Linked DNA regions of Zea mays: all the other regions are linked to region 2. A link is a contact called in public Hi-C data. All regions are on one chromosome and are shown on one strand. Each heading gives the region's core, a stretch centred on a gene start, on an enhancer-like site or on the middle of the called end of the contact. The rest is flanking DNA. Distances are from core to core; before and after follow the strand shown. Region 1 holds the start of LOC100191199 (putative serine/threonine protein phosphatase superfamily protein). Region 2 holds the start of LOC103629531 (ethylene-responsive transcription factor RAP2-9). Region 3 holds the start of LOC100282984.

Evidence for each region. A called contact is a pair of places that touch in the nucleus more often than the background predicts.
Region 1: a Hi-C map of leaf shows a contact between it and region 2, with 5 times the contacts expected there. The contact joins the promoter of LOC100191199 here to the promoter of LOC103629531 in region 2. A contact is called at or near these places in 2 of 25 Hi-C or Micro-C datasets (endosperm and leaf).
Region 3: a contact with region 2 is called in a Hi-C map of bundle sheath, with 2.9 times the contacts expected there. The contact joins the promoter of LOC100282984 here to the promoter of LOC103629531 in region 2. A contact is called at or near these places in 3 of 25 Hi-C or Micro-C datasets (bundle sheath, endosperm and leaf mesophyll).

Annotation. Positions count from the first base shown.
Region 1 is chr6:88,380,536-88,384,546 of Zm-B73-REFERENCE-NAM-5.0, reverse strand. It overlaps LOC100191199 (putative serine/threonine protein phosphatase superfamily protein), which reads left to right and starts at 2,439. Exons shown (of 3, transcript NM_001136634.1): 1 at 2,439-2,793. The coding sequence starts at 2,616.
Region 2 is chr6:89,114,301-89,117,837 of Zm-B73-REFERENCE-NAM-5.0, reverse strand. LOC103629531 (ethylene-responsive transcription factor RAP2-9) reads right to left here and starts at 2,117. Exons shown (of 3, transcript XM_008650628.4): 1 at 746-2,117; 2 at 590-663; 3 at 1-509. It overlaps LOC118472198 (a long non-coding RNA gene), which reads left to right. Exons shown (of 2, transcript XR_004850207.1): 1 at 1-205; 2 at 2,113-3,537.
Region 3 is chr6:88,363,191-88,366,772 of Zm-B73-REFERENCE-NAM-5.0, reverse strand. It overlaps LOC100282984, which reads right to left and starts at 2,072. Exons shown (of 4, transcript NM_001155888.1): 1 at 2,002-2,072; 2 at 1,335-1,851; 3 at 212-397. The coding sequence starts at 1,820.

The DNA of each region.
Region 1 (4,011 bases), core at 1,190-3,689, 730 kb after region 2:
TTCGCCGTTCATCGCCGGAGCCACGCACCCGCCATCCAAAGACCGAACCCCTGCTCCTCTCCATCCGGTCGAAACCCGTCGAGCCGTCACACGCACGAACCCAAGGTTGAAGACGACCCAAATTAATTTGTGTATTTTATAAAATACTTTTGATTCGATTAATGAATTGTATATTTAGTTTGTTGTAATATGAACATGTGTGATCCACAATTCATGTGTATGTGCGGTATGGAATTTTTGGTAGAGATATGCGATTATTAGTGTACCGTGATAATTCATGTTAATCGATGCGTTGATTTTTGGATTAGAGAAATATGACGAGAATTTAGTAGTCACACGTTGGTGATAAAAACACTAGATAGGAAATGTTGTAGTTAAATTTGGCCACAAGGAACTTTAGAAACTATTTGGAGAATTATAGTCATAGGTTCATTTTAATGAATTTAGAAAATGGTATAGAACTCATGTCATATAAACATTATAGGATTTTAGATGATTTATCACTAGGTTATTTTATTAATATTGTCTTTTTATAAAGAAAGGAGAAAGTACCACCGCTAGTATGGAAAGTAGATTTCTACTAGCCAAATAAATATGTTCACAAATATAGCACTTAAATTTTTTTAGAGTTAGTAAAATACTAGTTTATGTCAAAATAACCCCGCTTGTGTTATAAAAAGTTCAATTAGTAATTTATAGGGATTTTTTAGAATATTAAATTTATTTTTGGCTATACTCAATAATTCTAGCTACAAATAAAAAGATAAAATCTATTAGTCTAAATATTAGTATTAAAGACAATAAGTACTATTTATTTTCATTAAGGATGTTAATACATATAAATACTAGTTAAAACTGTATTTATAGCACCCACTCATAAATTCACCATTTATGACTCACAATAATAGCTATAATTGAATTAATAAGTATTTACGCGTTTAGGATGTATTTAAGGTGTGATAAGTGCGATGTGTTAATGTGTATGTAATGGTGTATGTTTATGTAATGGTGCATGTTTATTTATTGGTGTATGTTTTCTCTTTGTATGGCAACATACGACGTTATTAGAAGCTGATTTTGTGGTAGAGGATTCGAATACGTTCGAGGACGACCCGCAAGACGCTTTTGAGCAAGGCAAGTGGATTCTCCCTCTGCATATTCTTGTTGTACCCACTCATTGCATATAATAAAGTTTACTTTTTGATATACTGCATAATTTGATGGGTTTTACCTAATTAAGGATTTCCTAGATTTACCAACTGTATTCCTTGTTTACCCTGAGAAATTATTAAGCTTTGCAAATTTGTGCTACCGCTCAACTTAATGATTTTAATGTCACTCATTAATTGGTATAATGTTCCAAAATTGAAATTGGCAATTATGACATTAACCCGATGGTTAACGCAACATTATTTCAAATTAATTGGAACATGGAGCGGCCACCCAGGATAACAGTGCAACCACGAGTGCTATCATGGCTCTGGCTTTGGTAATTAGCTTTATATGCTTAGTACCTAGCAACCTTACCTGAAATATGGGCAAGAGGGGGTGCGGTAGGTGTTGGCAGCCCACGTTAACATGAGGATGTATTCTTGGCTAAGGTACCTCACTCAGGGGGCCACCACCATCGTCTTTAGAAACCTTAGTGGGTTGCTTCGTATTAAGTGTATTTTGTGAAAGCCTCATAATGGATCCCTAGCCATTCACCTCGGCAGTGTTTAAGGGTCCGATCAACCCGGGCTAGATGGGATGCATGGCTTGTGGGTAAAGTTGTACCACCTCTGCAGAGTGTAAAACTGATATATCAGCCGTGCTCCCGGTTATGAGCGACCTGGACTCCTCACATGATAATTGAACTTGAAGATGGAATTAAATTGAAATCCGATGATCTGCCAATGATTTGCTTAAGTGATTTCACTTAAGTGTTTTTGTTATATTCATATTCCTTTGATTAAATGAGATACTTGTGATTCACACTTATTAGTAAGACAAATGTTGTTAATAAAATATTGACCAGCTAAAATGCTTACTGCTCAACCTTGGCCTCATCTTGTTATACCTGCATTAATTTTTTCCCCACTTGCTGAGCTCTGACCATAATTGAGCTCACCCTTGCTAATATTTTGATCAAAGGGTGATGCTGGAGACTTTGATGGAGATTTTGACGACAATGAATTCTAAGTCTAACGATACGCCGGTCATCTTCCTGTGGGAGATTGTCCCTGTTATTTAAATTTCGCTTTACTTTGATGTGATACTTGTTAAAGATACAATGTTTCAGATAATGTAATAAAGTATTCTAATCTCTTTACACCTTTATTACATTGTCTTTTGATATATTACACTTGTGACGTCAATATATGTGTAAAATGGATCATGACACATATGTATGCCCTCGTTATACCCCTAGAACCGGCTGTGACAAGACTTCCAGGCTTCCAGCCATCCCTTCTACGCTCTCCCCGTTCCCGTGTCGTCCTCCCGACAAAGAGGGAGCCGCTAGGGTTTAGCGGCTTCCGCGTCTGGGCGAGGGCTTACCCGCGAGGGACGGCGCGACGCGGCGGCACTTGAGCTAGGGTTTAACCCTCCGATCCCGTTCCTTTCCCGGCGAGGCGATGGACGAGGCGGCGATTGACGACTTGATCCGGCGGCTCCTCGAGGCCCGCGGCGGGCGCACCCCGCGCAACGCGCAGGTGACTGACGCCGAGATCCGGCGCCTCTGCGCCACCGCCAAGGACGTTTTCCTCTCCCAGCCCAACCTCCTGGAGCTCGAGGCCCCCATTAAGATATGCGGTAAGAGCTCCCTCCCGACAACCCTGGTATGCGACTAAGCGTGCTAGCCTGTTAGGTCTGCTAGCCTGTTAGGCTGATATTTACCATATTTTCTCTCTATCCTTAGTGTAGTCTGTTAAAAATCATTGGGAGAACTGCAAGAACACATCTCTAGTCATTTTGGAATTTGAAATTTGGAGTCTGCCATACAATTTATTTATTTATAGCATTTACATCCAGAAGAGCCTGCTCCTCGCTGTGGCATTCTGGTCTCTGTCTACAAAGTTCATTATAACAAAAGCAAGTTGGACATATGTTATATATTGTCATATTTTCATATGACATTATATCATGCTAAACTGCTCAAGGTTGCAGATTAGAGAGAAAAGTGAGCTTGAGTGGCAGGAAAAAGTATTCTTTGAAACTTTAATCACTAACTTGCAGGCTAGTATGTTGGTGGTTATCTCATGAGCATTTTGTGGTTGCCCAATAAAAGTAAAGTGGCGAAGAAAATACATATCAGGGAGACTGATTCGAAGGAAAAAAATTTGTGGTAGTGTGAATAACTTAATTTGTTGTGTTCACATAGTTTGTCTATTTTTATTGGTCACATAGAGGAACTATCCCTTGACACAGATAACCATGACATATTGTGTAGATCTATACTTTCTGCAGCGTAGCATCCTTTCATAACACAATTGCTAAAAATGGCTTACCTTGCCAAGTCAACAAGTATTCATAATGTTTGGTTCAAGATGAAATTGTGTGAGTGCTATGCTATTTACCCTCTGTACTAGACATAAATGTGTCGAAACTCAATGGGAGGGTCATCACCCCTAGTCAGTAATCATGTTGCATGTTTAATATTTGCCAACCATGTGGAACTATTTTGTCTTGTGAAACTTGTGCTAAGTTCTGTTAACACCATACTGCAAATATTATATTTGGTTTCTTTGTTGGGGCAGCTGAGGCTTGCTGTCCAAAGGACATTCTTTCTAATTTCATTTTGCTATTTGAATTTTCTTTCATCTAGTTTATGGTGGTATTGGTACTGTCATATACTCTCTCCATCTTGAAGTATAAGTTATAAAAATGCATTCCATAATTTTTCTCATATGGCTTATATGATGTCAGAAATATTACTGTTCCTTTTTATAAATTTGGTCAGACTTGAGACGGGTTGACTTAAGATAAATGAAAATACAATATATTTCAGGACGGATGGAGTAAATAATAGCT
Region 2 (3,537 bases), core at 868-3,367:
AGAAAAAACCCACCCGCGACCGCACCCGCGGAATAAGCCCAAACCCGCCCGCGACCACACCCGCGGGTGAAATCCCACACCCGCACCCGCACCCGTCGGGTTTCGGGTGGGTTTCGGGTCCCCGTCGGGTGTGCGTGCTGTGACCAGCAGACCGGCTGACGCCAGGTGAAGGCCCACTGGCCCAGCAGCAAAAAACAGTTCACAGGTAATAATCTTAGACAAAACAGCAACATTGCAACAATAAATTCATGTCTCAAACTGAAATGGTACCAGCATCATTACATGATTACATCAGTCTCACAATAATAACAGCAGTAACATGAATACATGATACATATGAGAATAAGTTCATGCCTATGTGTCAAACACAAATAGTTCACAGGTCCACAGCATTAATGCATTATACACCAAGCCAATAGCGGTAGGAATAACATAACACATAGAGACCAATTCAATATTGCACCAACAGCAACACTCAACCATTGTAGAATACAAGAATCTGCTTCATCCTAGCAAAAAGTAGTCAATCAAATGTTAGTATTCAGTAAACCAAAACTAAGAAATTAGATATTAAGGAACTCAATGTTACCATTTCTTCATCCTCCAAACAAATCACTTGGTCAAGCTTCAACTTCAATCAACTATGGTAGAATCTGCTTCATCCTAACAAGAAAAATAGACAATTAAATGATAGTATTCATTAAATCAAAAGTAAGAAAATAAATGTTAAGAAACTCAATGTTACCATTTCTTCTTCTTCATCCTCCAAACATGTCATTAGAGCATTCACAAAACAGGATTGATCGCCTAACATGTTAGCACGAGACCAAGCTTGCATACACATCAATCCTTCAACTGTTTTTGGTGCTAGTCTACTTCGATGTGGGCTTATTACTCTTCCCCCAGTGCTGAATACAGACTCAGATGCAACAGTTGTGACTGGAATTGCCATGATATCTCGAGCAATCTTTCTCAAAGTGGGGTACTTGATCCCTGCATATTGCCACCAATTAATTATGTCTAGCTCTTGAGTTCTTGGCAGTGTTGGCTCCTCCAAATATAAATCCAACTCAGTGCGCACAAAAGATGAACAATCAGGTTCTTCCGACAAGAATTTATCAAAGATTCCAAACATCAAGTCATCTCCTTCGTTGGGGGCCCTACAGCCCCTACTAGATGCACCTACAGCATCTGTTGTTGCCATGCCCTCCATAGATTCTTGATATTCTAACACCAACTCATACAACAAATTTTTGACTCTACACACTTCATCGTCTGTAGTTGGACTTTCTTCCCCATAAATGGTGCTATAAAAAGCTTTCATGAACTTCAATTTGTACCTAGGATCTAAAACAGTGGCTACTTCCATAAGCCCATGTACATCTGTCCAATACTTCTTAAACTTATCTTTCATCAAGACAGACATCTCTTCTACCTTTGGAATGGCACTAGTTCTCCATTTATCAATGGCCAAATAAATTCCACAAATTTTGGGGAAAAAAAGATTAGCTGTTACATAACTAGTGCCTGACAATAGCTCAGTTGCATCAAAAAATATTTTCAGCCTACCACAAAGCTCCCTAGCAAACTCCCAATCATCTGTTGTTGGCTTAAAATGAGCACAAAGCTTCTCTTTACTTGCAAGTCGATCAAAAACTGATTGGTATTCTAATGCAATGCTAAGCATAACGTAGGTTGAATTCCATCTTGTCTTACAATCTAGAGTTATCCTTCTACCATATTTAATATTCATTTGATTTGCTGTCCGTTCAAAACGTTCATGCCTTTTTGGCGTGGCACACCAAAACCCAACACTATCACGTATTCTTTCAACACCCTTTTCCATAACAGTCATGCCATCTTTCACGATGAGATGACCACGCAAGTGATTAGTACCGGCTCTACTATCTCCAACTAGTAGCTTTTTACACCAAGTGCATTCAGCTTTCATTTTACCCCCAACTGTTACTTGTTCAAATTCAAGCCACACATCAGATTTCAGCTTCCTTTTGCATCCAACTTGTACATTATCATCATCATCATTTACGACCACATGTTCTGTACCTTCTGATGGTGGAGCTTGAACACTTGAAGATGGCATTTCATTTGCAGCAGCACTCGTCGGTGTAGCTGCACTTGAGGAACCTCCTGCAACCACAGCACTGCTCTTTGTGGGAACTTGACGACTGCTCCTGCTCGGCCTCGAAGCACCTTGGTCAGACATCAGACTCTGCAATTTACAAATTAGAGCTGCTCAAGTCAAGCTGTGCAAGGGCCAAGGGACATGCTCACGGCTCACCTCACCTACAAGGATAGGAACCTCGTACGTGGTGGGAGCAGGCTGCGCCGCTGGCCGCTGCAGTCGGACTCCGGTGGTCCTGGGGAGTGCCGGAGTGGGGAGTGCCGGTCCTAGATAGTGGAGACTTGGACTCCTGGCTTGGCCTCGGACGCTCGGTGGCTCCTAGGGATGCGTCCTCCTCCGGTGGTCCTGGGGATCCGGCAGGAGCAGGATGCGGCGGCCCTGGGGATGCGTCCTCCGGTGGTGGTGACGGCGGAGGGGGTGGCCGGGGTGGGGCGGGCAGCGGCGGGCGGATCTATCGTGGCCGCGGCCGCCTGGAGCCCTGGACGCCTGGTGCAGTGGTGCTAGCCTGCTAATCTGCTATGGCGGCCGGTTGGGGACTTGGGGTTGAGGGATTTGGGTTTTTCTCAGGGCCCACTGGAATACAAACTGGATGCGCACGGGACTTGGGCGGGTGGCCGGCTGCAACTCTGCGCTTCGGGCGTAGCTCCGGGTTCCGGGTGACCCGCGGGCGAAAATCAAAACCCGCACCCGCACCCGTAATGCTTCGGGTCGGGTTTGGGTCTAACCCGTGGGTGGATTTTTACACCCGAACCCGAACCTGACGGGTGCAAAACCCGACGGGGCCCGAACCCGCGGGTGAAATTGCCATCCCTACCTCGTGGGCGCTGCTTGGCTTGCTACTGGTCTGCGTGTATCTCTTCTCTTTCCCTCTTTCTCTTGCGCCTATGAGCGGTGGGGGTATATAAATAGTTGGGATTAGGCGAACGGCCAGGTGGGGATTAGGCGTGGGGGCGTGACTGGGTGGGTGGGATGGCGATTAGGGCGTGTGCGTGGCGGGATTTTTCGCGGGCGCGAGTCGGTGCGCACGGCTGTGGGCTGCCTGGTGTGTGGCGACAGGGACGGCCGGCGCTTGCGCGCTGTGAGTGTGTGACGGTGACTATGAGCTTATCGCCAGGGAGTTTTTAGCAGAGTAAACTAGTCGCTCGTTAGGTTTTGGTGTGACAGGTGCGGTCATTAGTGCGCTCGATATAATTGATGGTCGGTGCGCACTGGGAACGCCGTGATGCAACATGGAATCTTGATATGGCACGCTCAGTTCTGTCTGAACGCCGCAAAAGCTACGAGGGGTGGACATGTACAGGTACAGCGACAAACGATGGCAACGCAAGTAGGCGTCGATGCCAGCTTTACGTTACGTGCACGGTGCACCGCATCTGGCTGGCCCCGCCGCGGCG
Region 3 (3,582 bases), core at 823-3,322, 750 kb after region 2:
ATGGATAGAAAGGTGAAGCACATGAGAAATGTTTCGCTAGTGGAGTTTCTCTTAAATGAATGGCGAAGTTAATAGAGAGGTAAAAAGGAAGAGATTCGGCTCCTCGCGCAGTTTACTCTCTCGACACGAGGCAGAGCAGTATCATCAGTCAATGCGAGGACAGCACTTAAAAGCGGCTATTAAATAGGCCAAGGACGGAGGATGGATATACCTGACCGACTGCTATTGGGATCTCTGAATACATCAGGTGGATGGGGCCAGAAGTGACATGAATTCCAAACATTGTGGCAGGGTTGTAGACAGCTATGTGCAGAGAGCAGTTTGTTGTGACCAATTTTGTTGGAACGCCGCTGTGGTCCGTGCCTTCACCCGCGTAGAAGTCGTCCATCACCAAGCTCTGCACAAAACACAAGCGAGAGAAGTTCGTGGTTCAGGCCAGAAATCTGTGGCTGTGGCAAACACCACGCTCAGATCTACGGAAACGAAGTTTTGCCATGCCAAATAGTGCGAATCATAAACGCGTGTTGATCATCGAAGCGATTTTGTTTTCTTGCAAAATGCAGCCCCAAAAGTCAGCATGCTAAATGCAGTGCCACTGCCAGCCAGCAACATCCCATCAGAGATCTCATTATTAATCTGCAATGAGACTTGGTATATTTGACTTTTATTCAGTCTTCAGTGAGGTCCATTGTTTAAGACCTGGGGAACTGGAGATATAAAACAGATATTCGTTTATGATTCCATCAGATCTCATTATTAATTAGTTTATGATTCTGCAGATATAAAACAGACATTGGTTTCATTTTCAGAGGAACTGGAAAATGTTGGCACAAAGAAACCAGTCTGTTATTATACAGTAAAAAGAGCATCAACTGAACTTATACAATTCGAAGTCATGAACCAATCTATACTCCAACTAGAGCTTAACAAGCTACCGCAAAATTAGCCCCCCCGGGTTCACCACTTACTCGCAACCGCAATATCTGAGCAACAAAACCAAAATCACACCCACACCCAGCTTGCAATTGTAAAATCCCAATCTGCATTGCTGTCTTGTTCCTCATTAGTGTCCAACATATCACTGTCCAACTGAGCCACCAATCAATTGGATGGTGATGTAACCCATCTCGCCTACCGCTGGAACCGTGGGACATCAGACATGAGTCAAATTTAGTAACTAGCGGTCAATTACTCGGTTTAGGGATTAGATAGGAAACAACCAAACAGAGAGGAAGAGGAACGACTATTATCCCATAAACTGAAGAAGAAGAAGAAGTGAACTGAGGTTGCTCAGACTCCAATTTAGGGGTGGACGTGGAACTAATTGTGTATACCTTGACGATGACCTCGGGCTCGTACGGCCGGGCGGCGCCCCAGATGATGAGGCAGAAGACGGTGAAGAGGAGGACGAAGGTGAGGAAGCCGAGTATGATCTGGCAGCGGCGGGAGAGGCCGCTATCGCCGGCGAGGTCCTCGTACGGGCCCTCCTCCTCGATGACGTTGCACTCGGGCCACCCCTTGTCGTTGAGCACCTTGCGGTCCCCGGCGGCGCCCTTGCGGAGGTTGCCGGAGAAGCGGCTGACGGAGGAGGAGCGGGAGTGGCGGCCGTAGGAGGGGTGCGACGGCGACTCGTTGGGGCTGTTGTAGACCGGCGTGGGCTGCATCGACGAGGACTTGTAGCCGCCGTCGTGCGACTCCCGCGACGGGCTCTGCACGTAGTAGCCGCCGTTGCCGGCGGCGCCGCCGCCCCGCTTCGGCGACCGAGGCGGCGACGACGCCGCCAGGCTCGTCACGTCCGACTCCGACTTGGCGTGCATCATGTCCGTCCGCTTCCCTCCCACGGTTCCTTCCCTAGCCAAACCAAAACCAAAACCAACAGCAGCACACACGATCAGAGGCAGAACAGCGCCGGCACACGCGGTTTTGGCAGGGGTTGTCCGATCCGATCCAAACACACACGGCTCAGTCGGAAATGGAATGCCTCCGTCGTTCTACACGCACCTGCGCGAAGCGGGCGCGTGTACGAGCGAGCGAGCGAGCAGCGTGAGTGCTAAGTGGTGGACGTGGACTTGGGGCGCAGGGGCAGGGGAGGTGGAGCAGAGGCACAGGCACAGAACTCGCGCTCCTGGGCCTGGATGGCTGGCTGGACAGTGGACACCGCACTGGCAGGCGGCCGCACTAAAAGAGGTGGAGGCGGAGAGCGAGCAGTGACGCACGGAAAGGCCAGGGAACTTCCCTTGGGATCCGCTGCGGCGGGAGACACCGTGGCCAGTAGGGAGCGAAGGCCGCGTGGTGGTGGGACACGGAGCGGGATGGAGCACGGGCACGGCAGCGGGGTGCCGGGTACGTGGGCGACTGGACACTGGAGTGTCGGCAGCGAGTGGGGACGGTGGAGAGGAATGTGTGTGTGGCGCAGGCCACAGGCACAGGGGACCCATGTCTCTCGTCTTGGAGTTTGAGATCGCATTTTTGAAAAGATTTTTGTACGAAAATTTGTTGAATCCCGGGCATGTTTGTCGAATGAGTGCTGCTGGCACGTTGGATTGGATGACTTCTTTCGCTCACTTGCTGTCAAACGGTTTGTGTCGTACGCTCGTCCGGCAGGGTACTAACTACTAATGCCGAGCACGGTTGTCCTGAGCTTTGCAACTCTGTAGGAGGCCTGGTACATCACCCAAAGCACCAAAGTGTCGATTGCCATTCGTTTACACGTAGTAGCTAGTTCATTAACGTCTCATCTTCAATTTTAAACTTTACTTTTATGAAGATTATAAAAAAACATCCCGAGCTCTCTGGAAGACGCGCATCAAAAGTCCAGAGAGAACTGTCATTAACAAGACCTTACAGATCTCTTAATACATCCTTCATTTAGTTGCCCTTATATGTATGAGGGCTAAGTAGCCGTCTTTACGGTCTTGGCGTTTCTGTCAAGTAACGAACGAACATTTCTACACGGATGATTGGCCTGGCCCAGTCAATCAGGCATGGATCCGGACTGGACGGATGGGATTCCTTCTGGTAAAGCTAGCCCATCGGCGTGTGTCGGTCGTGTCAGCTTGTGACTTTGTCGATGGATGCCGTTTTCTTTCTTTCTTTCTTTTCTTTTCGAGCTTTGTCGAGCGTCTTTAATATTAAATCCTCCCTTATGTGATTGCGACTGCCCGCCTCCACAGTCCACACCATTTAAAACGTACTGGATCTTTGCAGAAAGGAGAACAGCACCGACAAAAAAACGCTATATATATTAGAGAAAGTTTACAATAAAACGTTTGTTTGGTTGGTTAGTTGAGAGGAAAACTAACACAAACGTTTCTTTCTTTTCTGTGTTGCGTATTATTCGTTCATCACACCGTCGAAATCCTCTGCAGCCTGTACAAGAGGGGAAAACTAACACAAACCCAAGCATTCAAGCAAGATGTGGACAAAACACAATCGCACATTGACTTTTGGTGGTGCTGAGTCTATTTAACCTCTCTTTGCACCCAATCTATTTGGTGTCATATGTAGCTGCCTAGAAAGGACGACACCCGATAGTCCTGCACGAACGAAGACTAATCCGTTGCTCACTAGGTCCGTGGCCAG